Linked DNA regions of Mus musculus: regions 2, 3, 4, 5 and 6 are each linked to region 1. A link is a contact called in public Hi-C, HiChIP or PLAC-seq and promoter capture Hi-C data. All regions are on one chromosome and are shown on one strand. Each heading gives the region's core, a stretch centred on a gene start, on an enhancer-like site or on the middle of the called end of the contact. The rest is flanking DNA. Distances are from core to core; before and after follow the strand shown.

What was found. Promoter capture Hi-C pulls out the DNA fragments that hold promoters and counts their contacts. A called contact is a pair of places that touch in the nucleus more often than the background predicts. HiChIP or PLAC-seq counts read pairs in DNA pulled down with a chosen protein or histone mark.
Region 2: a promoter capture Hi-C map of pre-B cells shows a contact between it and region 1, with 3 times the contacts expected there. The contact joins the promoter of Rab37 here to the promoter of Snhg20 in region 1. A contact is called at or near these places in 2 of 39 promoter capture datasets (liver and pre-B cells) and 1 of 115 datasets of contacts at active chromatin or transcription factors (pancreatic cancer cells).
Region 3: a promoter capture Hi-C map of pre-B cells shows a contact between it and region 1, with 4 times the contacts expected there. The contact joins the promoter of Atp5h here to the promoter of Snhg20 in region 1. A contact is called at or near these places in 2 of 39 promoter capture datasets (liver and pre-B cells).
Region 4: a promoter capture Hi-C map of pre-B cells shows a contact between it and region 1, with 2.9 times the contacts expected there. The contact joins the enhancer-like site here to the promoter of Snhg20 in region 1. A contact is called at or near these places in 3 of 39 promoter capture datasets (the C10 cell line, liver and pre-B cells).
Region 5: a Hi-C map of B cells shows a contact between it and region 1, with 7 read pairs. The contact joins the promoter of Cyth1 here to the promoter of Snhg20 in region 1. A contact is called at or near these places in 5 of 39 promoter capture datasets (the C10 cell line, hematopoietic stem and progenitor cells, hippocampal neurons and 2 more), 1 of 484 Hi-C or Micro-C datasets (B cells) and 2 of 115 datasets of contacts at active chromatin or transcription factors (large pre-B cells and pancreatic cancer cells).
Region 6: an HNF4G HiChIP or PLAC-seq map of pancreatic cancer cells shows a contact between it and region 1. The contact joins the promoter of Unk here to the promoter of Snhg20 in region 1. A contact is called at or near these places in 2 of 39 promoter capture datasets (cranial neural crest and embryonic stem cells) and 2 of 115 datasets of contacts at active chromatin or transcription factors (microglia and pancreatic cancer cells).

Annotation. Positions count from the first base shown.
Region 1 is chr11:117,074,173-117,078,876 of GRCm38.p6, forward strand. It overlaps Snhg20 (small nucleolar RNA host gene 20), which reads left to right and starts at 2,611. Exons shown (of 2, transcript NR_027059.1): 1 at 2,611-3,030; 2 at 4,604-4,704. Mir6516 (microRNA 6516) reads left to right here and starts at 3,176; the gene lies at 3,176-3,285.
Region 2 is chr11:115,151,712-115,156,415 of GRCm38.p6, forward strand. Rab37 (RAB37, member RAS oncogene family) reads left to right here and starts at 2,467. Exons shown (of 9, transcript NM_021411.4): 1 at 2,467-2,580. The coding sequence starts at 2,488.
Region 3 is chr11:115,417,912-115,422,615 of GRCm38.p6, forward strand. It overlaps Atp5h (ATP synthase, H+ transporting, mitochondrial F0 complex, subunit D), which reads right to left and starts at 2,008. Exons shown (of 6, transcript NM_027862.1): 1 at 1,981-2,008; 2 at 475-605; 3 at 1-24. The coding sequence starts at 596. It overlaps Kctd2 (potassium channel tetramerisation domain containing 2), which reads left to right and starts at 2,215. Exons shown (of 6, transcript NM_183285.3): 1 at 2,215-2,595; 2 at 4,072-4,180. The coding sequence starts at 2,257.
Region 4 is chr11:118,457,049-118,461,752 of GRCm38.p6, forward strand. No RefSeq gene overlaps it. Among named protein-coding and RNA genes, the nearest start is that of Gm11747, 4.4 kb to the left of the region's middle. Within about 2 kb of position 2,338, at least 87 of the 459 cell types and tissues checked have an H3K27ac peak or open chromatin away from gene starts, as enhancers often do. A contact at or near this core is called in pre-B cells, where this site is marked.
Region 5 is chr11:118,245,954-118,250,657 of GRCm38.p6, forward strand. It overlaps Cyth1 (cytohesin 1), which reads right to left and starts at 2,605. Exons shown (of 14, transcript NM_011180.4): 1 at 2,486-2,605. The coding sequence starts at 2,507.
Region 6 is chr11:116,027,590-116,032,293 of GRCm38.p6, forward strand. Unk (unkempt family zinc finger) reads left to right here and starts at 2,727. Exons shown (of 16, transcript NM_172569.4): 1 at 2,727-2,902. The coding sequence starts at 2,799.

The sequences.
Region 1 (4,704 bases), core at 1,361-3,860:
GTGGAGATCTAAGCCTCTGATGGGTGGAGAAGGGGCTGTCCCTGACCAGGGACCCCCGAGGCCACACCCTGTCGCCCTGGGGTTATAGGAGAGACAGGATAGGGGAAGAAGTTCCCAACACTGATCAGAGTGTGCAGCGGGTCTTGATGGAACAGAGATTTTCTATGGTTTAAGAGCTTTATTATAGAAATGCAGGGGAAAGAGAGAAGGGAGAGAGAGAGGCTAGAGAGAAAGAGAGAGAGAGGAGAAGACAAAGAGAAAGGGAAGAGGAGAGAGAAGTGAGAGGTAAGGGAACAAAGGAGTAAGAGATCAAGGTGGGGGCCTAACAGCCCCTTTTATGGTCTTCACTGTTGCTAGGTAACTGGGGAGGAGTTTAGCCTGAAGGTCAGAAGCTTGGGCCATTGCTTACACGACTACTTACCACTGACCATGCTTCTCTTGTGGAGGGTGTGGGAGGTGGTAACTTAGGCAGGAGCCAGAGTTCCAGGAGCATAAGGGAACGCCTACCATGTCATGTAGGTGAATTATGACCATCGGGGTTCAGACCTCAGCTCAACTGGATACCAGCCTGCAATTTCCCACAGACATGGACCTGAAGTAACCTGGCCCTGTGTTTCCTGAATTTTGGTCCCTCAAATTTGGCTCCAGAGCCAGGCGTGGTGGTGCATGCCTTTAATCCCAGAACTGGGGAGGCAGAGGCAGGCGGATTTCTGAGTTCGAGGCCAACCTGGTCTAGGACAGCCAGGGCTATACAGAGAAACCCCTGTCTCGAAAACAACAACAACAACAAATGGCTCCAGAATAAATTATCTCTTATTTCCTTTGGGGCAAAAGTTGTGTCTTGCGCGCGTCGGACTCGACCAGCAAGAACGACGCTGCAACAGGATCCTTCTGCACACATTTATTGGGAGAGCTTGATTGCAGAGGCGAAGAGACCCCAAGCCCAGAACTGGTGCTGCTTATATAGGCCTAGGAGAGGCGTGTCTCACACCCGGATTGGTTATGCACTACGCCTCATTTGCATGTTCCTCATCTGATTGGCTATTCTCTCTCTGTACCTCACAGAGCCTCATTATCATACCTCATTTGCATGTCTCACATCTGAGTGGTTATACTCTCAAAGCCTCATTATCATGCCCAGGCCAGGCAGTGTCTTTGCAAAAAACTTTACTGCATATGTACACATTGGTTGTTTGTCCAAACTTATGGGTGGTGGCCAGCAGTAGTCAGTGTCACTCTGCAACGGCACATGTGGCTTCCCACAGTTGTGTTTTTACATCCACAAGACTCATCTCAATAAATAAATAAAATAGCCTTCAAAGGGGGAGTCTGTATTCAGTGGTTGGATTCACATTACAGTGAAACATGCAAAAACCCTTCATTCATCTCAATGAGGTTCGTGTGTCATTTTCTTCATTTACTGAAAATACAGAGTGCACCCTCTCCTTGCCTTTCCCCGCGCCTCTAGCTGACCTGAAGATGATCTTGATTCCAGTTAGAAGGAGCCACAGCTGTAGGGGTAATGGCTGTGTGACACTTTCCCTAGGGAGATGAGACCACCTTGTTTACTAAATGACAGACCAAAGTAACAATGACACCAAATGCCCCTCCCGCCCCCATGAAGTGGCCAGTTTTCTGGGGTTACTCACAGGAGCACGGATAGCCCAAAGACACTCACATTACTAAGAGCCTAGCCCAGCATGAGTGACAGCTCAGGAGAGCTGGAAACTGGAGCTCTCTGCATGATTTGGGGCTAATTCCACAAGTTCGGAGGGTCTCTCCTCATTAAGGAGGGCGGGGCCTTGTGAATCTGGTAAGCTTTAGGAATTTTTTGAGACTTGTCACTTATTTTCCGAGTCTTAGAGTCTTAAGGACTATCCGGATCGCACTTTCTCAAGCTTCCCTCCGGGTGAGATGTTTCGGAGGAAATTACTACATAGCACCGACTTGGCCCTGGCATTATTGATCAATTTTTTTTCGTGGGATTTCCCATTGGCCCCTGGGATACCTTGGGATGATTGAAACCTGGACCTGCATGCAGGACTTGGATGCCACTTTGGAGGTTGGAGGTCTTAGCCCAGAGATGCCACATCACAGATCTAACTAACCCTTTGCTGGACCACGGTGTCATGTTCCTCGGGAGGTCTCTGCTGAAGGCATGATTCTAGATACAGTCCTGCGGCGGTCAGGTCAGAGGTGCGATTTTGGGAAGCCTTTGGATCAAGAGGGTGCTGACGTCAACGGGTATCAGTTGATACCACCTATGGGTTTATACTGTGATGGAAGGTCACACACAGGTTTGCAACAGAACCAGCTGGGTTTCAACTGCCTTTGCCACAACAGGGCTGACTGGGCTCGGGAAAGTCAACTTTTTGGTCTGCACAGGGCTGCGTGATTGATAAAGGGTCAGTGGCTAGGCTAGCTCCTGCCGCCCAAGAGTAGGGAGTCCCTCCCGCTTGCGCCCCTGTAGACGAGGTCCCACCGCCGCGTGGAACTCTGGCCGCTCTAACCGCGTCTAGAACGCGGCCCCTTTAAGGCCGACCTGGATGACCCGAAGGCCAGAGCGACCTTCTAGCGGCCGTCTCGATGGTAAATCTTCAGTTCCGGCCGGAAGTGCATTTGCAGAGCTGGTTCCGCCGGGGAGGAGAACTCGCGTGCTCCGTGCAGAGGGGATGCATCCTGCGCAGCGTGGCTCGGGGGCGCCGTGGAGCCTCCCGAAGGCGATCGTGGGATTCAGAAACCTCTCCCGGGACTCCCATGGGAGGAGGCTGACCCCGGGCCGGCACGCGATCGCGGGATGGGCTGGAGTTGTAGGAAGGCCCTAGGCCCGGGCCGCCATCGGCGGGGCACTGGCTGCTTCTGTGTTGCAGGCGCCGCACGGGTTCGTCCGCTTACACAGAATTGTATTAAATTGTCTTTTTATTTCCCCACCCAGGAAATGAACCACATCCCCCAACGACTAGACGGAAGCACGCACAAGCTCCTTCCTCCCGAGGAGCGTTTCCAGTGACTTGAGCTTGGTTGGCCCAGGTATGTCAATCCTTGGGGGTGGGACGGTGACCTGAGGCCGACGGTCTGGGAAAAGGCTCCTGTGTGGCTGTACCCGCCCGAGGTGGGTGCAGCCCCGTACCAGACAGCCCGACCTTGACCTAAAGTAAAATCCCAGAGGAGGAGGAACCTCTTCCCTGGGGTTAGAATTTGCAGTAACAGGTGTGGACATCCTAGCAGCAGTTTGGTGGTCATGTATGATACTGCAAACAGGAGCCCTGCTGAAGCTGTGGGGACTGAGCACAGTCCTCCAAAAGCAAATATTTGACCATTACTCAAGCCCCTCACTTTAGATAAAAAAGAGAAAAAAGACGTATTCATTATTTTATTTTATTTTAGAGTGTGGATGTTTGCCTGGTGCCCCCAAGGGGTCACAAGAGGGTACCAGATTTCCCAGAAGTGGCATTATAGAGTATTGTCAGCCCCGGTGTGGATGCTGGGAACTGAACCCAGGTCCTTTAAGAGGGCAACAAGTGTTCAGCTTCAATGCTGAGCCATCTCTCCAGCAACTGCACCACCCCGCTCTGAGATAGGGTCTCACTTAGCCCAGGCTGGCCTTTACTCATTAAGTAGCTGAGGGCAGCCTTTGAACTTCTAATCCTCCTTCCTCTGCCTCTGGTAGCCGCCTGGATGACCGGCATCCTCGAGCACACGTGGTTTATGGGATGTACGGATAAAGCTCAAGGCTATATGCATGCTAGGAAGTCTTCTACTCCTGGGTGTCTGTCCCACCCACGTGGAGCTTAAACAAAGATGCATACAGTTGTGACTCCAGACGTCACTGGACAAGACACCAGTACAACCCAAACAAACAGAAATCGTTCCCCAGGACTCACCTGAGCGACCGTGGGCCCCACTAGGTTGTCTCTTCAGTGTGGTTGAAGGACTGGGCGTTTGCATTTTGAGTAGCCACATGGGGCCAGTGGTCACCATTTTGAAGGTCCTGGGTGTGGCATACTTCCGGAAAAACCATGACAAGAGGAATCTGCCATAGTTCAGGCTTGTCACATGCTCTTCAGGGGCACGGGAGCCAGGCTGGAGTGTGGCTCAATGATAGACATATGCTTAGTGTGTCTTGAGAAGGTCCTGCTTGTTACACGGGACTCTGCATCTGTTCAGGTAGACATCAACAAGTCATGGAAGGCAATTGGAAAGAGACAGCACACAGGGACTATGGCGGTCCTGTGAGGGAGGTACAGATGGGGTCAGGAACACAGGCATGCTGGAGTCAGACATGGCTGGAGGGGAGGGAGGTCAAATAGGAATGGATTTCAAGTTGTGCTGAGCTGCAGAGGCCTCGTTTCTGCATCTGTCAACCAGCAGGTTTCCAAGGAAAGCCTGCAGTTAAATCTGGGCAGAGAAGGTTCTGGAAGTCACTGGGTGGGTGGCCAGCCCCGGGTGTCAGCAGTTTTTATCCATTTGGAAGGACAGGAAATTAAAAAGACTGAGCACCTTGTACCCCCACCCTGGGGCGTGGTTTGCGTTCTGGTGGTTTTAACTAAACGTTGAGATTCCAGGTTTAATGACGACTGGTGGTGAATTTTCTTTTTTTTAGGTCATTTGACTAGAAGCTTTGTCTGCGTGCACTGAGTGAGGATCCGGCCCTACTGTGTGTATCCCTACTGCGTGCTCCTGGACCTGTTGGGTTTGACTCTT
Region 2 (4,704 bases), core at 1,217-3,716, 1.9 Mb before region 1:
CTCTGGAGGTGCCTGGGTTGCTCCATCCCAAACCCATTCCTCTAAGGCAAGTGTAAGCAAGTATATGTGACCAGTAGCTTAGCTCCAGCTGTAGTGGCAAGCTTAGCTAAACCACTTTGGCTCCCAGACAGTTGCGTGCTTACAAGCAGAGCCTTCTGGATTCGCGAAAAGAACACACACACACGCACACATTAGCTTATTTTTGATATGTCTTGACTAGCTCAAAGGCTGGGCAGTTCTGATCCTCCGCCCAGCTAGCATACATTTCCCTCCGGTACTCCTGACTCAACGCCTTCTGAATCTGGGTTCTCTCTTCGCTGCCCTGTTACCTTCTGGGCCCCTCCCCTAGGGCTGCTTTCCCTTCCCACTTACATTTTGGACGGTTTCTCCTTCTGCAGCTCTAAATCTGACCCATCTCGCTAGATCATCTCCAGTTTTCTCCCTGGCTGCCGGCCCTCACAAATCCCCCAGGTCCCGCCCACCTCAGTTTACCTGCCCAGCCATTGGCTGTAAAGCAATCCTTTAATGCCAATCAAATCCAGCTGGGGGCGGAGACAGAAGGTCTGGGACCTCTGCCTTTGGGAGCCGAATTGAATTGAGACAGCGTTAGAACCAATCCCTAACACCAGCTAAGCCCTAACCTCTGAAGCCTTTGCCTCCTCCCAAAATAATAATGGAGCCAACAACACACACCAAAGTCCCAAACCAAGGGGTCAGTAGTATCCCAGTCGAATTCTCCCTACCGCTTCCCAGCTTCTCTTAGCTCCGGGCATCGTCCCTGTTCCTTGGAGTCATCAAATATTCCTGTCTCTACCTCTGGCTTCACGAGGCTGTCTTCTAGCCATTTGCTTTAAACCTTTCCCCATCACACAGTCACACTGGGTTAGGGGCTTGTCTCAGTTAATTTTCCCGTTGCTGTGATAAAATACCCGGACACAAACAGCGTGTGAAGAAGGGAAGTTTGGTTAGATTCCATCGAGACGGGGGAAGCCCCAGCAGCAGGAGCCTGAGGCAGCTAACCTCAAACAAGCAACAGAGAACAAGAGGTGTGATCTCTTCCTTTTCATGCTGCCCTCCTCTGGAGTGGGTCTTCCCACCTCGGTCAACCTAATTAAGATATTCCCTCACAGCATGACTCTAGGGCCTGCCAAGTTAATGATCAGTATTAACCATCACGGAACCCCTATTCCAGTATGGCCCAGTTCTAACCTACATCTCTAATGTTCCTGTTGCCAAGGAAGGCCACACACATTTTGGGTACCAGTGCCTAGGACTTCAGCATATCTCTTGGGGGACACGATGTACCCCCACAACATTAGTTTTCAGTGGACGGTGAGCAAGGGGCAAGCCACTACCCCTCTCCAATTCCCACCTCGACAAAGTCACCTCCATCCAGGCTCCGGGATCTCCTCTCAGCTGTCATGAAATAGTTCCTGCTGATGTACACAGCCATTTCCCAAGTCATAGTCACCCCAAAGCCAGCCCTCACTGCCCTCACCTAAAAAGTTGAGGGGCCCAACCCCCTTCCTACACCCCGCATCCAGTCCCCGCATCCTGTTCCTTTCTATACAGCGTTGAGATGTTGAAAAGTTGGCCCACAAGCTACTGAACCCTGGTATGTGCAACCCCAGATTCTCCATATCCCCCGTCATCCGGAGCTGCAGGGTTCCTGGGCTGTACTAGAAACAGCTCAAAACGACCCACGACTTCATGAATTCCTGTGGCACCCACTCGGTGGCTAGGCCTAGGCCTTCCCTGAATAATGTTGGCCCTATCTTGTCCCCTTGGAAAGATGGGCTTCAAGAGCTCACCTTCCCGTGGTGGGAGGACATCAGGGGCTTAGACTAACAAATGAGGGAGAAACATGGCAAAGAGCTCCAAGTGTTAGCACCACCCAGGAGCTCCCCAGATGGTCAGTGCGCTCCAAGGTGAGTGTCGGTGAAAAAGTAGGCTCAGATGAGCTGAGGTCTATCAGAACCGCTTGGGTGCTAGTCTCAGAATGCAACTTCCTGTCCAACATTGTTCAGGGACGTCCCCAGCTTCTTGCCTGCAGGTAAGTACCGGACTGTCAACTGGCTGGAGCTCGGGCGCGCCCTGCTGGCCACTGCATTGCCGCAGTAGGAAACCAAGCCCCACACCTTCCGCAGCTAGCTGGGTCTCCCGGGTCCGCAGCCTCGATGGCAATCTAACTTCACCACTGCGACCTTAATGGGCTGGTCCTGTAGCAGGACTCATTCCGTGCTGTAAGAGCACTAAACTAGGCTAATGTCTCTCAGGGGGACTGCCACTCCCTAGGGTGTGCATTCTGCGAGTCTCAGACGTCCTGGCTGGCGTCGTCGAGGGGATGGCGGGACGGAGGGAGGAGTCTATCAGGGTCCGAGCCGGTTGGTGGATGGGGAGGGAGGAGTGGGCGGAGCCTAGGGCAGGGCGGTTCCTCGCTCTCCCTCGCTTGCTTCGAGCCGGGCTCACCTCTGACTGTCCGGGGACATGACTGGCACACCAGGAGCTGCTACCGCTGGGGATGGCGAGGCCCCTGAGCGCTCCCCGCCCTTCAGCCCGAACTACGATCTCACCGGCAAGGTGGGTGGGCTCTGCGCTCAGTGCTGGGGACCCCCCAGGCCGGCACTTAGGGACATCCCTCCCGATGTCCTTTGCCTTAGGACCCTGTCCTTCCCTGTCTACACCCCTCTTCTGGAAGTGTCAGCTGGGTCTCTGGTCTGGGGCATAACCCCTGGGCTCATCCCAGTCTCTAGGGTTCTAGGCTGACCTCGGAGGGCATGGGGTAAGGCAGATCTGAAAGACTAAGACTCCCCCACCCTAGGAACAAAAACCCAGTTCCTTCTGCCACACTTTGGAATACTGGGAGACAGGGACTCTCTGAAGACACAGACAGGGCATCCCCGCCTTCAGAGGCATCTCAAGGTTAATGCCCTTTTTGAGCTAAGCCTCAAAAAGTGACACCTGTCACAGGCGTGCAGTGCTTTGGGTCCCCACTCAGCGGTACATCCCACCCTTCCCCTCCCCACTGCCTCCAGACATAGACTCACAGCTCCTTCCCAACACCCCAGGCTGCATGTAGCCAGCCTACAAGTCCACTTGGGAATTTTCAGAAGCTGAGAAAGAACATGGCAATTAGTGACCATGGCCCACTCTCCCCCTCCCCCCGCCCGGCCCCCCGACGACCTTAAAGGCAACTCTCTGGGGTGCATACATTCTGCAGGAATGCCCTGAATAAAAGGATGTCTGTCACCACCTCTCTTATTGGTGTCCTTGGCTTAAGCAAGTACATGGAACTCTAAAAAGAGATGCTGAGCCAGCCAGCCTCTTGCACTATTTTTCTACAGGGTTTAGGAGAGAGAAGTAAGAGCTATGCCAGGTAGAAGTGATGCCTGGTCTTGAAGGGTACCTGCCTCTTTCAGGGTCTTGGTTCCTCTCAAACACCAGATCTCACTCTCACTAGGAGCTTCACATCTCCACCCCCTAGGGTTTCAGGGGAAGCCAGTCAGCCAGCCTACCCACCCAGAGACGTTGAGATAGGCGTCCTGTGTGGGCTTGTGGCAGGAAATGGGGCTCTAAGTCCTCAGGGGAGGGGAGTTGCTGATGGCCAGCCCCCACCCCCAGGCTGATGGGGATCTCCTGACCTCCTAGCCCTGCAGGACAACTGAGCTGTTTACCTAGGAGGTGGCAAGGCTGAGCAGCTGTTTGTGTTTGGTGGACTTGATGGGCTGGGTGACCGGCTGCATCATTTGCTCAAGGCAGCTGTGATCTGTAAAGTACACAAATACCGGTATTCGCCTGCCTCCCTCCCTCCCTCCCCCTGTATGGCTGGGGCCCCAGAGCCATCAGAGTGCCTGCTGGGAGCACCTGCAAAATAGCTGACCCCCAGCCTGCCAGGCTTGGCCCAGTCCTGAGTCTGTAGCTGTGGGAAAAGAGCATGATGAGAAAAGATCCTTGGAGCACCTTAGGTCTGGGGTCTTGGGCACTCTTCTTAAGTGGTCCCCATCAATCTTGTCGTTAGTCATTGACAAGCTCCAGAAAGGCTGCAAAGGAACGAGCCCCACTCCCCCACCCCACCCCCACTTTCCTCCTACTATGGTGGGCAAGCCGATGAAAATTTCCCCAAAGCACACAGTAGGGTTTTTATAATTCGGGAACTCAGCCTTGCATCCCTTCCTTTCCGACCCACTCTGACATCTCTGCCCCACAATCAACTAATCAGGCCCAAGACCCCATAGCTAAGGAAGAAAAGCTTTTTAGCTTTGTGGCTCCGCTATCAAGTTCAGAGAGCCCTGAGCAATTCCAACCTTATTAGCAGTCTAACCAGACGGCTGGGAACATTCCAGTGTTGAGTCTACACCTCCGTTCTCCAAGATGACTGAGCAGAGAACTCCCTCTACCATACCTGCATGTTCTCCACAGTGACCCAAAGATGCCAGTTCACAGCCATTTGTCCCTCTTGGGAGGTTTCTGCTAAAAACTTCAGACAAGCTGGCTCCCCATCTCAGAATAAATTCCAGTCTTCCCTAATTCCTGCAAGCCTATTATGAGCGTAAGCCCTCATTAGACACTTCCAAATAATTGTCTGACCCAAAAGGAAACTCAAACAATAGTAATTTAAAGAGAGTGTCCTGCCCATCAAGTCTTCTCTTTCTTCTTTTAAAGATGGGGGGGGGGGGCTGGTTATTTAGCCTTAGCTAGTCCTTG
Region 3 (4,704 bases), core at 758-3,257, 1.7 Mb before region 1:
GGTTTCTCAGACAGACTAGCCAACCTACTCGTATGGAAAAGGAAGTCAGCATTGTTATTCCCGGACTGGAATGAGCAAAAGACACTAGTTACACAGCAACCTCCTATCCCTGACACACTGGAGTGTCAAGCACACTTTTATCTGAAGGGCCACCACAAAAATGCTTTCATTTGCAGAACACATTGTTTCTTTCCTCTTGTCGAACTATTAGAAATGCCTAGCTAGGGCTGGCAAGATGGCTAAGTGGGTAAAGGGGCTTGTTGCTAAACCTGAGGACCTGTATTCAATACCCAAGACTCATCACATAGTTGAAGGCAGAGAGCCAACCCCACAAGTTTTCCTTTTGATATGGCACACACAGCAGCAGATTCGAACTCATATACTTACTAAATACTAAGTGGATGTGATAAATGTCAAAACATTGCTTCCAGGTTCAGCATCAAGGATGGGGGCTCCCTCTTACAGCATACTGACCTGGCGTGGAAGGTCTCATTCCAGGACTTCAGGGCATTTCCAATTGCCTTCTGGTTTTGGGGCATGACCTCCACAAAAGATACCCAATCAATGGTTTTTAGAGCAAGTTTACGCCCAGCCATCTTGGGATACTAGAAAACAAAACAGCGCCTTTGGAGAGAACCCCTGAAGGAGACCATTCCAGAGAAATACAAGTCGTTAAGAGACGGATCAGCTCAAGCATTTGATGGGTATATATATGCAACAGATGAAAGAATTCGGATTTAAACCAGGAAAGAGGGCTAGGGATGTAGCTAGTTGCTAGAATGCTTGCCTGGCATGGACAGAGTCCTGGGTTCCCTCTCCAGCACCAGAAACACTGAGGTAGAGGCAGAGAATCAAAGTTCAAGGTCACATGAGAGATGTGGGAGCTTGTCTCAATACATCAAAATAAAGCTCTACAACCCAGAATATAAACATGTTCTCTCCTACCAGGCTGCCCTTCCTCTATCCCAACTCATTTCTATTCTTTGCAGACACTTCTAAAGGAAGTCATAAGCTGCCCAAAGGCTAACTAAGCTACTGTGTTTTGGCCACTGACTCTCCACCACAACCCCGGCCATTCACTCGAACTGTCCTGCCCAGGTCATCCTGTCCACAGCACACATACTGTGCACTTTCAGAGGCATTTTTACACAAATGATACTGTGAAAAGAAAGTGACTGAAGCGGTCTTGAGACCAAAACAAGACGAGATACAGAAAATAACTATGAAGAGAGCCAACCGAAAAGTGGAAACCATCTACACAAGCTCTGAGTGGGGGATACCTTCCTATCGATCAAAGTTGTCAAATGCCGGTCTCTCTCCTTCCTTCCTTCCTTCCTTCCTTCCTTCCTTCCTTCCTTCCTTCCTCAGTACAGCTTACGTCTCTAAGAGACAGAGACAGAGACTAAGACAGTTGTCAAGTGAACTAAGGATGCCAGAGAACGAAGTGCACTGGAGAAAGCAGGAGTTACAGACTTTTTGTTATCTGATTCATCTCTAGCGCTGGTTGTTTCTCAGACAAATTGGCCAGCCTGCTCTCATACACAGGTCATAAGCATAGAGAATGACCAATAGTTAATTAGATCAATCGGTAAACCTCATGAGGAATAGGAATCCTCCATTCGAAGGGAAGGACGTAGAGTTGAAGTCTGCTAGGTGTCTTGTCCTCTCTGAAAGTTACCACCCTAACTCTGTGATGCTTTCCCGACCCCTAAACTCCACTCCTGAGATCGCCACACAGTGTGAGACAAAAGTCTGTGGCAACATCTAAATTCACGGTGATTGGCTAAGTCACTGCCAGGCCCCAGGCTCGCCCCGCGGGAAAGCGAGCAGGGCAAAGCAGTGACCTCGGGCGCTCTGCTAGCGGGGCAGCTCGAAGGCCCGATGTCCTCCGTGGAGCTGGAACAAGTGTGGAAGCGAGGTCTGGAATACAATACAAAAGAGTCCGTGGAGATTCGACCCAACACCTCAGACCCCACTCACCTTCACCGACCCCCGGCGGAGTGCTCTCTCTCCAGCAAGCAAGGAACGGAAGAGAGTTGCCGGAAGTTCTCTCCTTGGCCAATCCGAACGAGCAATAGGCGGGTCTCATGTCACACTTCAGCCAATGAGCATGGAGTCCCGTCCTGGAAGGCGGGCGCGGCGCCTGCGCCGTCGGGGTCCCTTTTCCCCCTGCCCCACGCCCGCCGATGGGCCGGCCCGGCTCTCCCCGCCGAGGAGTCGGCCGGCCCGGCGGCGCGCGGGCAGCGGCGGCCCAAGATGGCGGAGCTGCAGCTGGACCCGGCAGTGGCGGGGCTGGGAGGGGGTGGCAGCAGTGCGATGGGCGACGGCGGCGGCTCGGGCCGCGGACCCCCCAGCCCTCGCCCTGCGGGCCCGACACCCCGCGGACACGGCCGCCAGCCCGCCGCCGCCGCGCAGCCGCTGGAGCCCGGGCCCGGACCTCCGGAGCGGACGGGAGGCGGCGGGGCCGCCCGCTGGGTCCGGCTCAACGTGGGCGGTACCTACTTCGTGACCACCAGACAGACCCTAGGCCGGGAGCCCAAGTCCTTCCTCTGCCGCCTGTGCTGCCAGGAGGACCCGGAGCTGGACTCCGACAAGGTGCGCCCCGCCCTCGGGCGCGCCCCCGGGTGTTGGGACCCATTCCAGGCTGGTGCTCCGATCTCTGGGACGCGTTTCCCTCCAGCGGGTCCTGCAAACCCGGACTTGAGTCCACTCTCTTCCCCCCGAGTTAGCACTGGCCACCTCAGAATGATCTCCCGTCCCAGTTCTGCCCCATCTTCAGGCACACTCCGGTTTCCCTTCGCACCCCGCTCTTTTCTCAGCTGCTCCTGCGTGGAGTTGTCTACCTGCACCCACGGGAGCCCCCTTCGTGCTCCTGTCACATTCCCTGCCCCTCCTGGGGACCACCCCTTCTCAGATCTGCATGAGTTTTTCTTTGGCTCCCGGGCGGCCCCCTGCTGCTGGTGCCAAATGCATTCAGAACTGGGTCAGGGTGAATGACCACATCTTGGTCACTTTCGGAGGACTCAGGTCCTGTTCCATCCCTGTGTAAAGTGGTATTAAACTCGGGGTTTAATGATAGCGTCCACTACTGAAGGCTGCAGGAAGTGCTTGTGATACATCCTGTGGTGGTGATAAAATCCTGGTCCCAGACCTTTTGTGCCGTAACAGTCACCGTTTCGGTACATTTTTGAAAGTAAATGCACTCCTTGGAAAGATGGGCTGATAGGTTAGGACCCAGAGAATGTGTAGCGTCAAACACAGGGTTGAGCAGTGGCAAGACGTCATTCATTTCCAGTTTGAACTGTAACTTTTGCAGGTTGACCTTTGACTCTCAAACGCATCCATACCATAAAGCACTCCCATGGTTAGTAGACTTGCATAAACCCTTAATCAGTTTCATCTGTTCTCTGATACCAAATTGATGGGAACCTTAAGAGATTCCAGAACTCCTGTTTATAGGGAATTATTTTTATATACCCTAAATCTTCCTTATGGCCAACACAAGCCAGTTTCTTGTTTCTTTTACTGTAAAGATGAGTAGGATTAAAGTTGCTCTGAGCCAAGTCCTGGCAGTACCAAGCTTCCTCTGGGCACAGAGATAGGGTGTGTGAGATTGCAGCTGCCAGTGCAGACTCCCACTGATGTTGGCCTTGGGCTCAGGAGAACTGCCAATAGAATGGAAGTTTTCTCAGAATTAGGACTGTAGTCCAGGGGCAGTGAAGGAGTCAGAACGCTTAACACAGCTATGAGATTTCCTTCATCCCCTCCCTGTAGCTGGTACCCTACAGAAGAATGTTAACAGAATGTGGGTCTACCCAGTAAATAAAGGCCTGGGCAGTGGGAGTGACTGTGCGTCTAAGACATCTGACCTGAAATGATCTTAAAGCCAGCCTCTGGTCAATAGTTTAAAATAAGCAAACTGTAGCAAAACCGGCTCAGTAAATAAATAAATAAATAAATAAATAAATAAATAAATGGTTTTTAGCTGACATAGTGACTGTTGCCTGAGTGCCCCGGCGGATTAGGGAAATGCTATTTAGAAAATGTTGCTTGGCTGTGCTCGGTTGACAGGACGAGACTGGAGCGTATCTGATTGACAGAGACCCTACCTACTTTGGTCCTATCCTAAACTACCTCCGCCATGGGAAACTCATCATTACCAAGGAGTTGGCAGAAGAAGGTAAGGCCACCTGTCTGGTTTCAGACTTGTGGTTGATTAGAGCTGCTTCGAGGACTTCCGGTTTGGTTTGGGATCGCCCCTGAGCTTGCGCAGGTGGGAGAGTTAGTGAAAGTAAGCGGGTAGCCTCCAGCTCCCGGGCTTGTGCAAACGCCTGGAAGGAGGCTGTGCGGAGCTGGGTCAGCTGTAGTGTGGAGCCGGCTTGCTCCGCTCGCAGAATCTGCTTTAGGCTTGTAAACCTGTGTCCCCATCACATGTGTCATATTTGCGGTGAGTGCCTGAAGCGCCACGTCTTCGTCAGCCAGGTGTTTTCATTTTTCCATTTTCCTTTGGACTTGTGAAAATAATGTTAATAAATGCCTGACCTCATTTCCTAAGACTCTGGTCTCATGCTTCTCTGTGAAGTCGTGCAGCTGACCTGATTCACTCTCCAACTCACTGTGAGGCAGGCGTGTCGCAGGCTCCTTGTCATTCCACTTTGTAGGACATTTGGATCGTAAGTGGGTCTAGGCTTCTATGTAAAAGGA
Region 4 (4,704 bases), core at 1,088-3,587, 1.4 Mb after region 1:
GTGAGCACATGCTCAAAAGAAACAAACAAAATGCTCCCACATAGAGCCTTGCTCACATGTTCAGGGAGGCGCCACCCTGGAGCCAAACAGAAGCCGCATGCGCGCATGCAAGCATGCACGTGGGGTAAGCATGGGAGAGGGTGAATACTTAGCAACAGAGGGCGTGAGTTGCCAGTGTGTGCTACAGCACTGGATGAGCCTCAAATATGCTGAGTGGACAAAGCCATTGCAGAGGGTCACAATAGCGTGCCACGTGTCGGGAGTGCACAGAAGAGGGAGTCCACAGTGGGGATTATGGGCTACCTGGGCCTGTGTATACCAGAGAGCAGTGGCCAGAGAACACTAGTGGGAATCTGCAGTGAACTGTTCTAAAGTAAATCGTGGTCACAGCTGCACATGCTATCAATATACTAAACGCCACTGAATTGGGTGCTTTCCTGGTTGTTTGAGACAGAGTTAAACTGGCCTTGAACTTGCAATGTAGCCAAAGCTGATGCTGAATTCTCATCCTCCTGCCTCTACCTCTCAAGGGCTGGGATTACAGGTGTGTGCTCCCACGCCCAGCTGAATTGTTCATATGTTCATTAACATATGTTTCGATGATGTCAGAACGAGGCCTCTGGGGCTGGAGAGACAGGTGAGTCTGTAAAACATCTGCAGAGCAAGCGTGAGGACCCGAGATCAAGCCAAGAACCCACACGCAAAAGCTGGGTGCCGCAGCGTGGGTTTGTGATAACAGTGCCAGGAGGCAGACAAGAGGCTCCCTGCACTTGCTGGTCAGCTGCAAAACCTACAGCAGAGACAGACAAGCAGTAGGAAGTACAGTAAGTTAGAGTCAGTGAAGCTTTGGAAACACCAACAAAAAGAGCAAGCATCAGGCAAGGTGCTCTAAGGACAAGAGGGAGGATTTGGCTTCTGATGCCAGCTGTGGGGGGATGCCATCACCTCCCAGTGTGAGGCAGAACAACTGAGTCTGAGGAGGTGGCTCAGTGGATGAGCGTTCTTGCTGCCTGTGAATGCCCACGGGAGGACCGTGTCAGGATTCCCAGCACCTGTGCATACAGCTGGGCGTGCCCATGTACTCCTGTGATGCAAGTGCTGGGACTGATGGGGGTTCAGAGGGTAAAGAGGTCTGCAGCCAAGTCTGACAACCCGATCCAGTCCTTAGGATCCACTTAATGGAAGGAAAGAATGGACTCCTGCCCTCTGACCTTTGCCCGTGTGCTGCACTCATGCCCAAACACCACACACACAAACACACAAACACACACACACACACACACACACTATCTATCTATCTATCTATCTATCTATCTATCTATCTATCTGTCATCTATCATCTATCTATCTATGTATCTATTTGTCATCTACCTATGTATCTATGTATCTATCTATCCATCTGTTATCTATCATGTATATCTATCTATCTATCTATCTATCTATCTATCTATCTATCTATCTATCTTTCTTTCTTTCTATCTATCTATCTATCTATCTATCTATCTATCTATCTATCATCTATCTAACTATCTTTTTTTTTAAAGAAAGAAAGGTATTTTTCCTTGGTTCTTGCTGGCTTCCAGCCTGCCTGAACTACAGAGAACTCCAGTTTCAATGAAAGACTCTGAGTAATGTAAAAGCTCCATAAGAGAGGATTCCTCTTCCCCCTCCTGACAGATGATGGACACTTTTGTAGACTTGCATATTACACATATATACACACACACATACACACACAAACACATGCAAACACACCACACACAAATACACACATCACACACACACATGCTACACACACACCACACCACACACACACACACACACACACACACATGCCACATACACATGCCCCCCCCACACACACACAGGATTTTCTTTTCTTTTGAGAAGACATCATTTTAGGGCTAACAAGATGTCTCAAAGCCCTGAAACTTACTGGGTGGGAGGTTCAAACAGACTCTTGCAAACTGTCCTCTGATGTCCACTTCTGAGCTGCGGTGCCCTCCCCAGAAACACACATGTCCCGTCCCCTTCCCCCACATTCACCACACACTCATACAGTAAAAGAAAAACCACAGAGGCAGACATGGACCGCTGGTGGTGCGGCACATGAAGTTACTGTTCTGTGGGTGGGACTTTGGCTGTACAGGGTGGAAAGAGCTGTGGAGGCCAAGGGTGTTGAGAGCTGCCGCTGTCCTGGTGTGTTTATTGCATTTTCTGCTTCCACAACCATCTGGGGTTCAGAGCTAAGTTATTTGCAGCCCTGTCACGCCCCGTCACCTCTGGCCTAGTTCAGACTTCCCTTCCTTCCCGAGAGGTTGACCGTGAGGTCTGGTCTTTCTCATTGTGCTCACTCTGAACTCCACTGCTGCTGACCACTGGAAACCAGAGGGCAGAGGGCAGCACCGGGGGACATCACCAAGTCTCTCTCTCTCTCTCTCTCTCTCTCTCTCTCTCTCTCTCTGTGTGTGTGTGTGTGTGTGTGTGTGTGCTGTAAGCCAGCTCTGGAGAAGGCATTGAGGACACCATAGGGACAGAGTGACATCACAGCCTGCAGACCCCCTCCCCTCCTGTCTCATCTTTTCTCCCCTCTCTGCCTCTTCTCCCCTCTCCTCTCCCTTCTATGCCCATCTCCTCTGCACCGCCCCCCGCTTCTTCCCTACTTCCCCCACTTACACTGACTTCCTGTCTCCTCTCTTGCTCTCTCTTCCTTCCCTTATCCTCCCTGCCCCCTCCCATCTGCTAGTGGGACAGCAATGTCTACGGTCATCCCTCTAACCCCATTCTCATCCTTCTCTCAGGGACCCATAAGTGGTGTGTGTGTTGTCCTGTTATTCCTTGCTTCTTGTGTGGTCTCTGGATCTCGCCTGGCCACACAGCTGAATCACCTGTCCACCCCGTCAAGGCTGCCTGCAAGAGTGGCCATCTTGGTAATGATAAACTGAATGTAGAATTAATCACATAATCTATAAAACAGCAACTTTTTAAAAAAAATTGAATACACAGACTCCCTGGGTTTGGAGCTTGGAAAGGACAGAAATAATGCAGCAGAAAAACTATCAAAAGAGTATAATTCAGGCCCAATCAATATGGAATATAAATAAATAATAGCGACTCTTCACACTTGTGAGCTTGAGAAGCTGACGGTGGCCCCTAAAAAACCCACATCTCCCAATATTAGATAAAGAAGTAAGTAAAGAAACATCTGGGATCTCCCAATATTAGCGTAAGTAAAGAAACATCTGGGTAGTTTTAGAAATATCAAATGCAAACTGCAATTTAAAAGCTTCCACAAAAGAAATCTTTCAGCATAGTCTGTCTTTTAAAAAATATTTATTTTATCTTATGTGTAAGAGAGTTTTGCCTTCAAGTAGGTGCATTACGTTCCTTGCAGTACCTGCAAAAGCCAGAAGAGGGCGCCAGATTCCCCTAGCACTGAAGCTACAGTGGTTGTGGCGGACATGTGCATGCTGGGAACGGAACCAGGTCCTCGGTGCTTTTAAACGCCAAGCCTCTTCTCTGGCTCCAGTGCAGACTGTTATGTGAACTTACCAAGAGGTTACAGAAAAATGGTGATAATCTTGAACAAGCTATTCTAGAAAAGGGAACAGGGGGTCTCCCCATGTTTTACTGAAGCAATCCTAAGTCTGATGAGTTTTCAAGAAAGGAAAACTGCAGAGCAGTCTCTGAGTGACCTCAGAGCACTCCTGAACAGCACAGTCACTCTGAGGAAAAAGCACACATCTATGAGATTTCAAACCCGGACCCCTAACCTTAACCCAGTAAATAAATATACAGGCAATTCCACTGGCCTGCTCTCAGAGACCTAGCAACTGTTTATGTCATCGCTTGCGGTTGCCAGGTGTACCAGGTGAGTGCTGAAGATAAAAGGACCCACCAGTCACCCCAGGGCGCTCTCTCTCTCTCTCTCTCTCTCTCTCTCCATTCCTCCTCTCTACAGGTGTGCTCTTTCTCTGTCTCCCTGTCTATAGTGATCTCCCTGACCTCGTTCTCTGAGACCAGTGAACCCACCTGAGAACTGCTCCCAATAAGCCTTCTTTTATATTCTCAATTCGACTCGAATTGGCTTATTCCATCGGAGAAGAAAACCTACTAATACTCTCAGTAAACTGAGCTTATTCTATGCAGGAAGAACCTTCCTAAAGGCTCAGCTGATTAGAACTTCAGCGATTGCTGCGCAGGGGTTGGAATGTTGCAGCTCCCGGGTCTAATTGCTATTTGACTTAATAGCACTTCTTGACCATCTTTGTGTCTGACCTAACAGCCCGTTACTGTCAGCTACAGGAGGGGTCCACCTCTGAGCTACAGCCCAGTCACACCTGCCCGCTTCTGTTTGAAGCTGGTTTGGAGGATGGTCAGAGATCATTAAGAAGAGTCAGTGATGAGGGAAGGATTGAAAAGGTAGAGATGAAGCAGCCATTTATAGGTAGCTACCAATGGGGAAGCATGCAAGATTTAGGTAAAGTATAGGAGCTGATAGTTAGTGAATGCAGGGAGTAAAAAAATCACTATGTCAGGGCTGGCAAGACACCTCAGCGGGTAAAGGTGCTTGTAGCAAGCCTGGGGACCTGAGTTCAGTCCCTGGGTCCCCTGTTGTGGAAGGAGATTGATGCCTGCTAGTTGTTCTCTGACTTTCACAAAAGCAGTGTGGCACTTAAGGGCTCACACAGATACAAATATACT
Region 5 (4,704 bases), core at 1,355-3,854, 1.2 Mb after region 1:
AAGGGAAGGAAGGAAAGAAGGAAAGAGGGAAGGAGAGAGGGAGAAAGAGAAGGAAAGCTGGTCTCAGTCTCCACATGGCCATTTTATACTATATGATACTCGAGGAGTTCTCTTGTATTTAACCCCTCTAGATCCTCCCAAGTAAAAAGACGTAAAAGTGTATAAAGGGGGCAATGAGCTTCCTTTTCATCCTCCCATGCCGCTCTCTTGAAAGCTTGCACGAATGCCCACATCTGGGATGATGAGATGTCCCAGTGGGTTCAAAAGCGCTTGGTGTTAAGTCTAGCAACCTAAGTTTCATCCCAGGACTGGCAGAGTGGAAGCAGAGAACCCACTCCTGTCTCATAACCTCCACGCGCAATAAATAAATAAATAAATAAATAAATAAAATTTTAAAAAGTTAAAGATGTGAACATCACAATCCTCAAGTCTTTAAAAGTGTTTACTCACATGGCAAAAGGGAAGCTGGGTTTGTGGATGGCTACTACGATCCTTATCCTGAGTTATCTAGGTAGGTGTGACACACAAGTGTCCTGTGAAAGGGCAGCAATTAGACAAAGTGGAGAGATGCTATCCACTGGCTTTAAGGATGGATTCCAAGGGAAGCGAAGCATCCTCTGGAGCTAGGAAAGGAAAGGAGGCCGACTTTTCCCTCCAGTCTCTGGCAGGAACACTACCCTAACAAAATCTTGGTATCAGCCCAGTGTGACCTAATTTGGACTCTCACCTCCAGATCTACAGAGTAAATTTGGGTTTGAGTCCCTCTATTCCTGGCAGTAACAGGAACCAAAGCCTTCCATTTTTCCTTCCCTAGTACAAGTCATGCCTGAGTCAAAGAAGTCACTATTAAACCAACCAGAACAGCAGCTCTTGCCTCACCCAGCGGGCAATAACCAGGGGAGGGTAAGAACAAAGCTTGGCAGAACCCTGGCACCCAGGGGACAACAAAGGACAAGGGGGAGAGAAAAGAGCAGTGGGGAAAGCCAGTGAAGGTTTCCAACCGAAGAAAAAAACCCTGAGGGTCCAAGGGGGCCGAGCAATCCCTCGGGGCCTGCCTGCAGGTGACTGCTTTTCTATCACAAAGGAAGGCACACACCATGTTTACCTGGAAGGTAGCAAAAGCCGGCTTCTTCCACTGAACAGGAAGGCACAGACCTCTAACATTCAAGGAAACAGTCAGTGTTCACACATCTGAAGCTCTGGGAGTTGTTAGCCATAATCCTCATGGCTTCACCGGGTCAGGGTTCTCTAAGGGCTCCCCTGCAAAGCCCTAACACTCTTCCCTCTTGGTACTTTAATATTCCTCACCAGAGTGTGAGGAGGCAAAGTTACCTGTGAGGCAACACACCGGAGTTTGGCTCCACTAAGCCGTATAAGCTTGTTAAGTTCCTGAGCCATACTTCCCTGCCAAACCAGTAAAAGGTCACCACTCGCCCTACCTGCCATTCCTTCTTCCATTCCTCCTGGAAACAATGCTAACAACCACGTAAAGCATTTCAAATAACCTTCTACAACTCCAGAGACTGCACACCCTCGGAGGGACCAGAGCCCTGGCTGTTCGCCAACAAGCAGCAAGGTTAGCCAGGAGAGTCTAAATCGCTTCTGCCCTGGTGGAGGATGTGGACTGGTGTCATTACCCGGCTACCTTCAGGCAACAGCTCAAACTTGATCCCCTTGCCCGGTGTGGTCAGGCCCTGACTGACAGACCAGGGGACCAGGAGCTAATTCACAATGCGACGGTAGCACGAACCTGACCGACGTCCCCGGCTCAGAGGCCCCGGTCAGGCCACTTGTGTTCATCTCAGAACAAAGAGCTGGATGGGGCACATAACTTCTAACACCCCTGAGAGCCGGAAACTACTAGGGAACACAGGCCGGCCGGGCGTGTTAGTCCCGCGGCCGCTCGCGGCGTCTGCCACCCCGGTGACAAGCAGCAGGCGACTCGTCTTAAAGACTACGACCCCGGTCACCTGGCCCTGACTCCCCTCGGCACCCCGGGGCTCCTCAGCATCCTCATGACCCTCAGCGCTCCGGTTAACCCCCGCCGCGGAGACCCTCTAACCCCGGCGACTCCCCTTCCGGGGCCCCTAGACTCGCAAACCTCAGCCCCAGCGACCCCCAGGCCCGAGTAACCTCGGTCCTGGAGCCCGAAAGCAATTCCCGGTTTTACACCCGTCTCCGTCGGCGCCCTCAGGTTCGGGCGACCCCTGCCGTGACCCTCCAGGCCTGGGTGACCCACAGCCCCGGCAACCCTCAGGCTCGAGTGACACTCAGTTCCCAGCGACCCTCAGGCCCGGGTGACTCTCAGTTCACGGCGACCCAAAGGTCCAGGCGACCCTCAGCCCCGGCGACCCTCAGGCCCTCGAGCGTCTGGGCAGTCACCCCCGGGCCCTCGCACTGCCGCCACCCGGCGCTCCGCGTCCCGTCCCAGGGACACCGGCGCAGGCGGAAGCTCACGAAGGGGCAGCGGACCGGCCCCACTCACCATAGCTGTCATCGTCCTCCATGGTGCTGGCGACCGGCTCCGGCCCGCGACCGCCACTGACCTCCCGCAGCCCGCGTCCTGCCAGACACCAGCTCGCCACAGGCCAGCTCCGAGCCGCGGAGCCCCGCCCCCCGCACCGCGCCCGCACTGCCCAGCACGCGCCTGCGCACGCGCCGCCCGAGGCACCGCCCCCGGCACAAGGTCCCGCCCACAGCCAAAACGCGCGTGCGTGAACGCCCTCTAGGCCCCGTCCCCTTGAGGACCTCTTTAGTTTGCGTTTACGCAAGCGCGGCACCTAGGCTCTGCCTATCTATGACTCCGCCCCCAAGTCACGCCCTCTCTCCTTAGGTACCGCCCCCTCTCCTCGGGGCAGGGCAGTTTCGGGTTTCAAGTTTCACAAGCGTGCGTAGGCCGCGGGCGTGGTTTACTAGCCAGGGCCAGCGTCCAGCCACTCGGCTGGTTAAACATACTCAAGGTCACGGGTATAACCCGAAGGGTAAGGTGGCCCTAGCTGTATCCGCCTCGGACACCAACACGTCGAGGAGGAAATTACCTAAACTCATCTGTGTTCGTTACTTATACTTCCTACCGGCGCCAAGTTGCACAGGAGGACATAACTTCCAAATTAGTAGCCTCAATTTACAGGCTCTGCTGCTTTCTTCGGGAGGACCGGTTGATCCCCCTTTGCAGTTGTGGCCAGGGGCTGCTTCTGTGGAGGTGAGAGCATTTATGCGGTAGGAGGTCTCTGCAGAATTAATCAGTGGAAGCACCAACCAATGATCTGAAAAGGCCCTTAGGGAACACCCTGTCCTGTGAACTCTAGCCAAGTGACCAGCAGGGAGTGCATTGCAGCTCAATGACAGAGCACTTGCCTAGCAATGTGAGAGACCCTAGATTGCATCCCAGAGACCAGGGGAAAGGAGAAAACTAATTCCCAGACTCAGAGGGTCTTATATGGGCTGGGGCATCTCTGGGTGGTAGGTCCCTGTCCAGGATGTCCTCCACCACAGCATGCACAAACCCTTCTTACCCCAGAAAGGCCTGGGGTAGTGGTGCTTGCCTGTGGCATACCTGTTGTTAGTCTAGCGTCCCAGGAAACTGAGGCAGGAGGACAATATAGTGAAACTCCACCTCAAAAACAAAACAAAACAAAACAAAACAAAAACCTACAAATACAGCAAAAGAGACACTGGGAAGTTTTGGGACGGGTCTTCCTGATTGAAACAAAGACTTGAAATCCCCCATGCAGCCCCAGAACCAGCCTTCTACCCCCACAGCTCCCTCTCTCTGCAAATCACTGCCTGTAGAGGGTTGTGGGAATCTCTGGGCTTCTGCAGGGCATGAAGGGGCCAGGCCAACCACATGGGGAGGAAGGAGAGTCAGGTCTTTCCTTGTGGGTCCTTCTCTTCGCTGGATGGGCTGCAGCAATCCTTTCTCCCCCATGGCCAACAGCCTTAGTCTGTAATTGCTCAAAATCTCTGTACAACTTAAATAAATTTAAATTCCCCAGTGTGCCACCTTATACCTGTGTCCTGTGGCAGACATGCTGCAGTGGGTATATGCATATTTTCTGAGAAAGATATATGAGGAAAATTGACAGAAATGAAAGGGGAGGTGGAGAAAGTGGGACTTATTTTTTCTTTAAAGATGTTAACATTTTGTGTGTGGGGGGAGGAGGAAATGGATGAGGAGGAGGAAGAGGAGGAGGAGGAGAAAGAGGAGAAGGAGGAAGAGGAGGAGGAGAAGAAGGAGGAGGAGGAGGAGAAAGAGGAGAAGGAGGAAGAGGAAGAGGAGGAGAAGAAGGAGGAGGAGGAGGAGGAGAAAGAGAAGAAGAAGAAGAAGAAGAAGAAGAAGAAGAAGAAGAAGAAGAAGAAGAAGAAGAAGAAGCAGAAGCAGAAGCAGCCAAAAACATTATATTAAGGAATTTATGCATCTTGCTGGGGGTGGGAATAGGGGTAGGTTGGGGGGGGGTGGCACACACCTTTAAGTTCAGCACACAAGAGGCAGAGGCAGAGGCAGAGGCAGAGGCAGAGGCAGAGGCAGAGGCAGAGGCAGAGGCAGAGGCAGAGGCAGAGGCAGAGGCAGAGGCTGAAAGATCTCTGTGAGTTTGAGGTCAGCCTGGTCTACATAGTAAGTTCCAGGACAGCAAGGGCTATAGAGACCCTGTCTCATAAAACAAAATTTACCCATCTCACTTGACCATTGTTTCCATTGTTTCT
Region 6 (4,704 bases), core at 1,477-3,976, 1.0 Mb before region 1:
TTATTGTCAAAGGAAATCTAAAGCCTGCCCCAGGAGAGAATAAGATGTAGATGTAATTAATTCATTCATCTAAGAGAGACTAAAGAAGCCAATCCCTCTCTTATTTAATAGTTATAGGGTTTTTTGTTTTTTGTTTTTTTTGTTTTTCCTTTGTCCTGAATTGATCGATGGGAGGGAAAGCTGCAAAGGAAATGGGGAGGAGCTGAAAGTACAGTCAGATCAACACAAGACAAATAAGCAGAGGGTCAGGAGCAGTGTGCACTTGCCTGAGGGGGTGAGGTGAAGCCCTGGGCTTGATCCCAAGGCACTGCTGCAGTCAGAGCAGCTCAGCAGCATCGGGACTGTTGTTCTGTTCCTGTCCTGTCCCTGGTCCATCATGAACTTGCTGAGTGACTTTCTGCAAGTTACCTAACTTTCCTGGGTTTCGATTTCCTCTCCAGTAAATTAAGCAATTTGGATGATATCATCTTCTAATTATACTGTACATGCTCATTCGGAAGCTTCTGTTATGAACTCATTAAAAATTAAATCTATGAGATGAAGTTTCTGCAGCAACTTCACACCGGGGGATTCCAGGACAACACATAAGCCAACTCCTCGTATTTCTTTTCTTTTTTTTTTTCTTTCTTTCTTTTCTTTTCTTTTCTTTTTCTTTTCTTTTCTTTTCTTTTTTTTTTTTTTTTTTTTTTTTTTTTTGAGACAGGGTTTCTCTGTATAGCCCTGGCTGTCCTGGAACGACCAGGCTGGCCTCGAACTCAGAAATCCACCTGACTCTGTCTCCCAAGTTCTGGGATTAAAGGCTTGTGCAGCCGGGTAGTGGTGTCTCACAGGGTTTTTTGTTTTTTTTTTTTTTTTGTTTTTCCTTTGTCCTGAATTGATCAATGGGAGGGAAAGCTGCAAAGGAAATGGGGAGGAGCTGAAAGTACAGTCAGATCAACACAAGACAAATAAGCAGAGGGTCAGGAGCATGCTGTAGCCCGAACCTCAGATTCACTGTAGCTGAAATGATCTTCGGTTCCTGATTCCGCTGCTTCCATCCCATATTAGTGCTGGAGTTATAGATGAGTGACCCTTCACATGTTTGCTGCTGGAGACTGAACTCTGCCTTCTTGCTTGCTTCTACCAAAGGTTACGCCCCAGCCCAGAGATCCCACTCGGGTTAGCTTTAACAAGGCTAACTTGATCCCATTTAACAAAACAAGTAGGTTTTGAAAACAATGGATTTGACTAAGTGTGGTGGTGCAAGCCTGGAATCCCAGCTTTTGGGAGCCAGAGGCAGGCAAGTCTATGTAAATTCAAGTCTAGCCTGATCTACATATCAAGTTTCAAGCCTGCTGGGGCTACATAAGTAAGATCCTGCCTCAAAACCACAAACATGTACTCACAAACCAAAAATAAAAAAGAATTTGATATAGATTGAACATAGAAAACAAGGTCAAATGGGAAGTATTACATATCTATGATGGACATTTTTATTATTTTATTATTATTCGTGGAGTGGGTTCTCTCCTACCACCTGTACATCAGTCCCAGAGATCCCACTTGGGTTTGCAGCCTAGGGAAGCAAGCACCTTTACCCCTACTCATCTCCAACCTGTTGTTGTTTGGTTGTTCTTGTTCGGGTTTTTAGACAGACTGACAGCTCTGGCTGACCTAGAACTACCAACGGATGCCACCAGGCTTTGAATTCAGAGATCCACCTTCCGTTGCTTCCTGAGTGCTGGGACCGAGATACATGCCACCGTGTTGGTTTTTGAGATAGGGTTTTAGTACATAGCCTAGCTTGGCCTGGAACTTGTGACTTTCCTCCCTCAGGATGTACCCCTATATCCAGCCTGTAGAAAGTCATTTCATAAAACCATATTCCTAAATGTGAGGCAATTGCCTTGCATTTCCCCGGAACAGAAAGGTTTTTTTCCAGAAAAGGGAACTAGAATGGACTAGAACATTTTTTTTTCCTCAGCCCCTGGCCCTTCTCATGTAGTCTATCACTATACTTCTCAACAATTTACCAAAGTGCCTAAGAGACTACTCTAGATAGAGATTAGGTTCTCCCTTGGACCTTAACCTACTGGAAACAAGGTATTTGGGCCAACCACTGAGTTCAGAAGGAGCCCAAGTGGAGGGGTTCCAGGTTTCAGGGTTGATAAATGTTAATGATGCCCAGGAACAATATGGTGTATTGTAATTTTTAAAAACAAAACAAAGCAACAACAATAAAAAGCTTCTTCAAACTGTCTGCTAGCCTGCATACTTTCTCTGGTGATTTACAGGTTACTATATTATGAAAATATTGGCTGACTAGCTTGCTGGCTCCGAGGCAATGCTCTAGACTGACTTTAGAAACGGTGCGCCAACTGTACTGGTAGGGAGGCAAGGCAATTACTGCACTGCATTTGGAACATTCTCCGTGGAGTTGTTTCAGGCCTCCCTAACTGGTTCCTTGCTCTCCGGAGGATCCAGTTTAAAGGTAGAGTTCACCTCCGACCACACTGACAATGCTCAGGTAATAGTTAAGAGTGACTAGACTACAATTACCACAAGGCATTGCGGATCCTCAGCATCCGGGACACCGTCCGCAAAGATCTCTGGGTATTGTGGTCTTGCACTTTAGCAGCGACACTGTGCCAACGGTAAAATTTCACCGGAAAGGAGGACCACAACTCCCAGCAACCTTTGCTGCTGTGCGGGGGGTCTTCACGTTCTCGTGGCGCGGCGCAGGCGCTGTGGGTCTTCGGCGCGGACCGCGCAGACTGAATAATAAAAGGGGAGCGGCGAAGAGGCAGGAAGACAGGACCATGTCGAAGGGCCCCGGGCCCGGCGGCTCGGCAGCTTCCTCGGCGCCCCCGGCCGCTACCGCTCAGGTGCTGCAGGCACAGCCCGAGAAACCGCAGCACTACACGTACGTAGAGCCCCCCCCGCCGCGCGCGCACGCCTGACGTCAGCGGCCAGCGTGAGTCACGCGCGCAGGGAGAGCGCGAGGCTGTCCCCCCCCCCCTTCCTCCGGCTCGGCCCAGACCGGTTCCAACCTGCTGGGACCGGTCCCAGCTTACTTCAACTGTCACCAACCTCTGGTCGGGCAGTGGGGCGGGAAACTCGGTCCCAGCCTCCGAGTCGGAAAGGCAGGAGCGCGGGTCCCGAATCCACACTTCTCAGGCCAGGCCTCAGAGGCCTGACGGTCTCAGACATAAAACCCGACAAGTCCACGACATGACAAGTGGAAGTCTGTACCAACCAGCACGAGACCTGTCTAGAAATGACTGTTTGCTTGAAGTCTCGGGAGGAGACTCTGTGCACCGGAGGCCTTTTGTATCTTTAAGGCCTGTTAGATTGTCCACGAGGATCACCCATGCTTGAATTCCCTTAAACAGTCAAACGTGCAGAAATGGGCTCACTCCGTGCAGGCTGTACTGTCTAGCTTGAGTCAGCGACATCCGGGGTGTTAATGGTTGCAGACCCCTTCAGCATCGGGCAGGCAAGGGAGCCTCATCGTAACTGGCCTAAATGAGATTGCCACAATGTAAAAACTGCATGTGTACAAGCTTAGGTCCCTGCCTTCCTTGCTGTCATGTCACAGTAGGCCTAGGTTCTGTGAGACAAAGGCCAATGCTGTAGTTCCTCTTGTAAAGCCCTGTTGGTTTCCGTTCCCTGCTGTGTGCCAGGAGTGTCCCTACTGGGTGCCTGAGTGATGGGCCAGTTTAGGAGATCCCAACCTGTGGAAATGTCAGAACCCGAGAGATTGAACAACACTCCAGCGTCCAGCCAGGAGCTGGCAGCATCCGAACTAAAGTCAGGCAGAAGCAGCTCTGGTTCAACACTTTTGGGAGTTGGGACAGGGGAACATTGGTTATAGAAAATGTATTGGTTTCTTCAAATGACTAGTGTTGGCTGACGTCATCCAAACTTGACTGTAACTCAGGTTAGCCTTTCAAGTATGGTGGTCATCAGTTGGTCCTTTCTTACTGGAGTTCTCTCTCACTCTGCAACCTTGCCATTGCTTTTGATAAGAAGGTCTAACATCAGAATAACATCACTTATCTGGTCACACACAAAAATTTGTAAACTTAGTGGAACTGTGAAAAACATCTACATTTGTTTATTTGTATGTGAGTCTGTGGGAACACTCACGCAGCGCCACATGCAGGTGTGGAGGTCAAAACAGTCTGAAGGAATTGGTTCTCTCCTTTTACCTGGAGGGTTCCAGGCATTGAATTCAGTTGGCTAAGCCTGGCCACTGCTCTGTGCTCTCACAGTCAGGACCTTGTGTTGTAGGGTTAAACTGAACCCAGGCCTCTTACATGTTGGGATCACATCTGTCATTGGGTTGCGTCTTCGCCACGCACCCCCAGTTGTTTATTTACTCTTTACTTTTTAAGCTAGGATTTCACCAAGTTGTTTGTGCTGGCCTTGACTTGCTTTAATCCAGACAGAACTTGAACTCTGCATCCTCCTGCCTCAGATTTCTTTTCTTTTCTTTCCTTTCCTTTCCTTTTCTTTTTTTGGTTTTTCGAGACAGGGTTTCTCTTTATAGTCCTGGCTGTCCTGGAACTCACTTTGTAGATAAGGCTGGCTTCGAACTCAGCGTTCCTCCTGCCTCTGCCTCCCAAGTGCTAGGATTAAAAGCATGTGCCACCACGCCAGGGTTTTTTTTTTTAAAGATTTATTTATTATGTATACAGCGTTCTGCCTGCATGTATCCTGCAG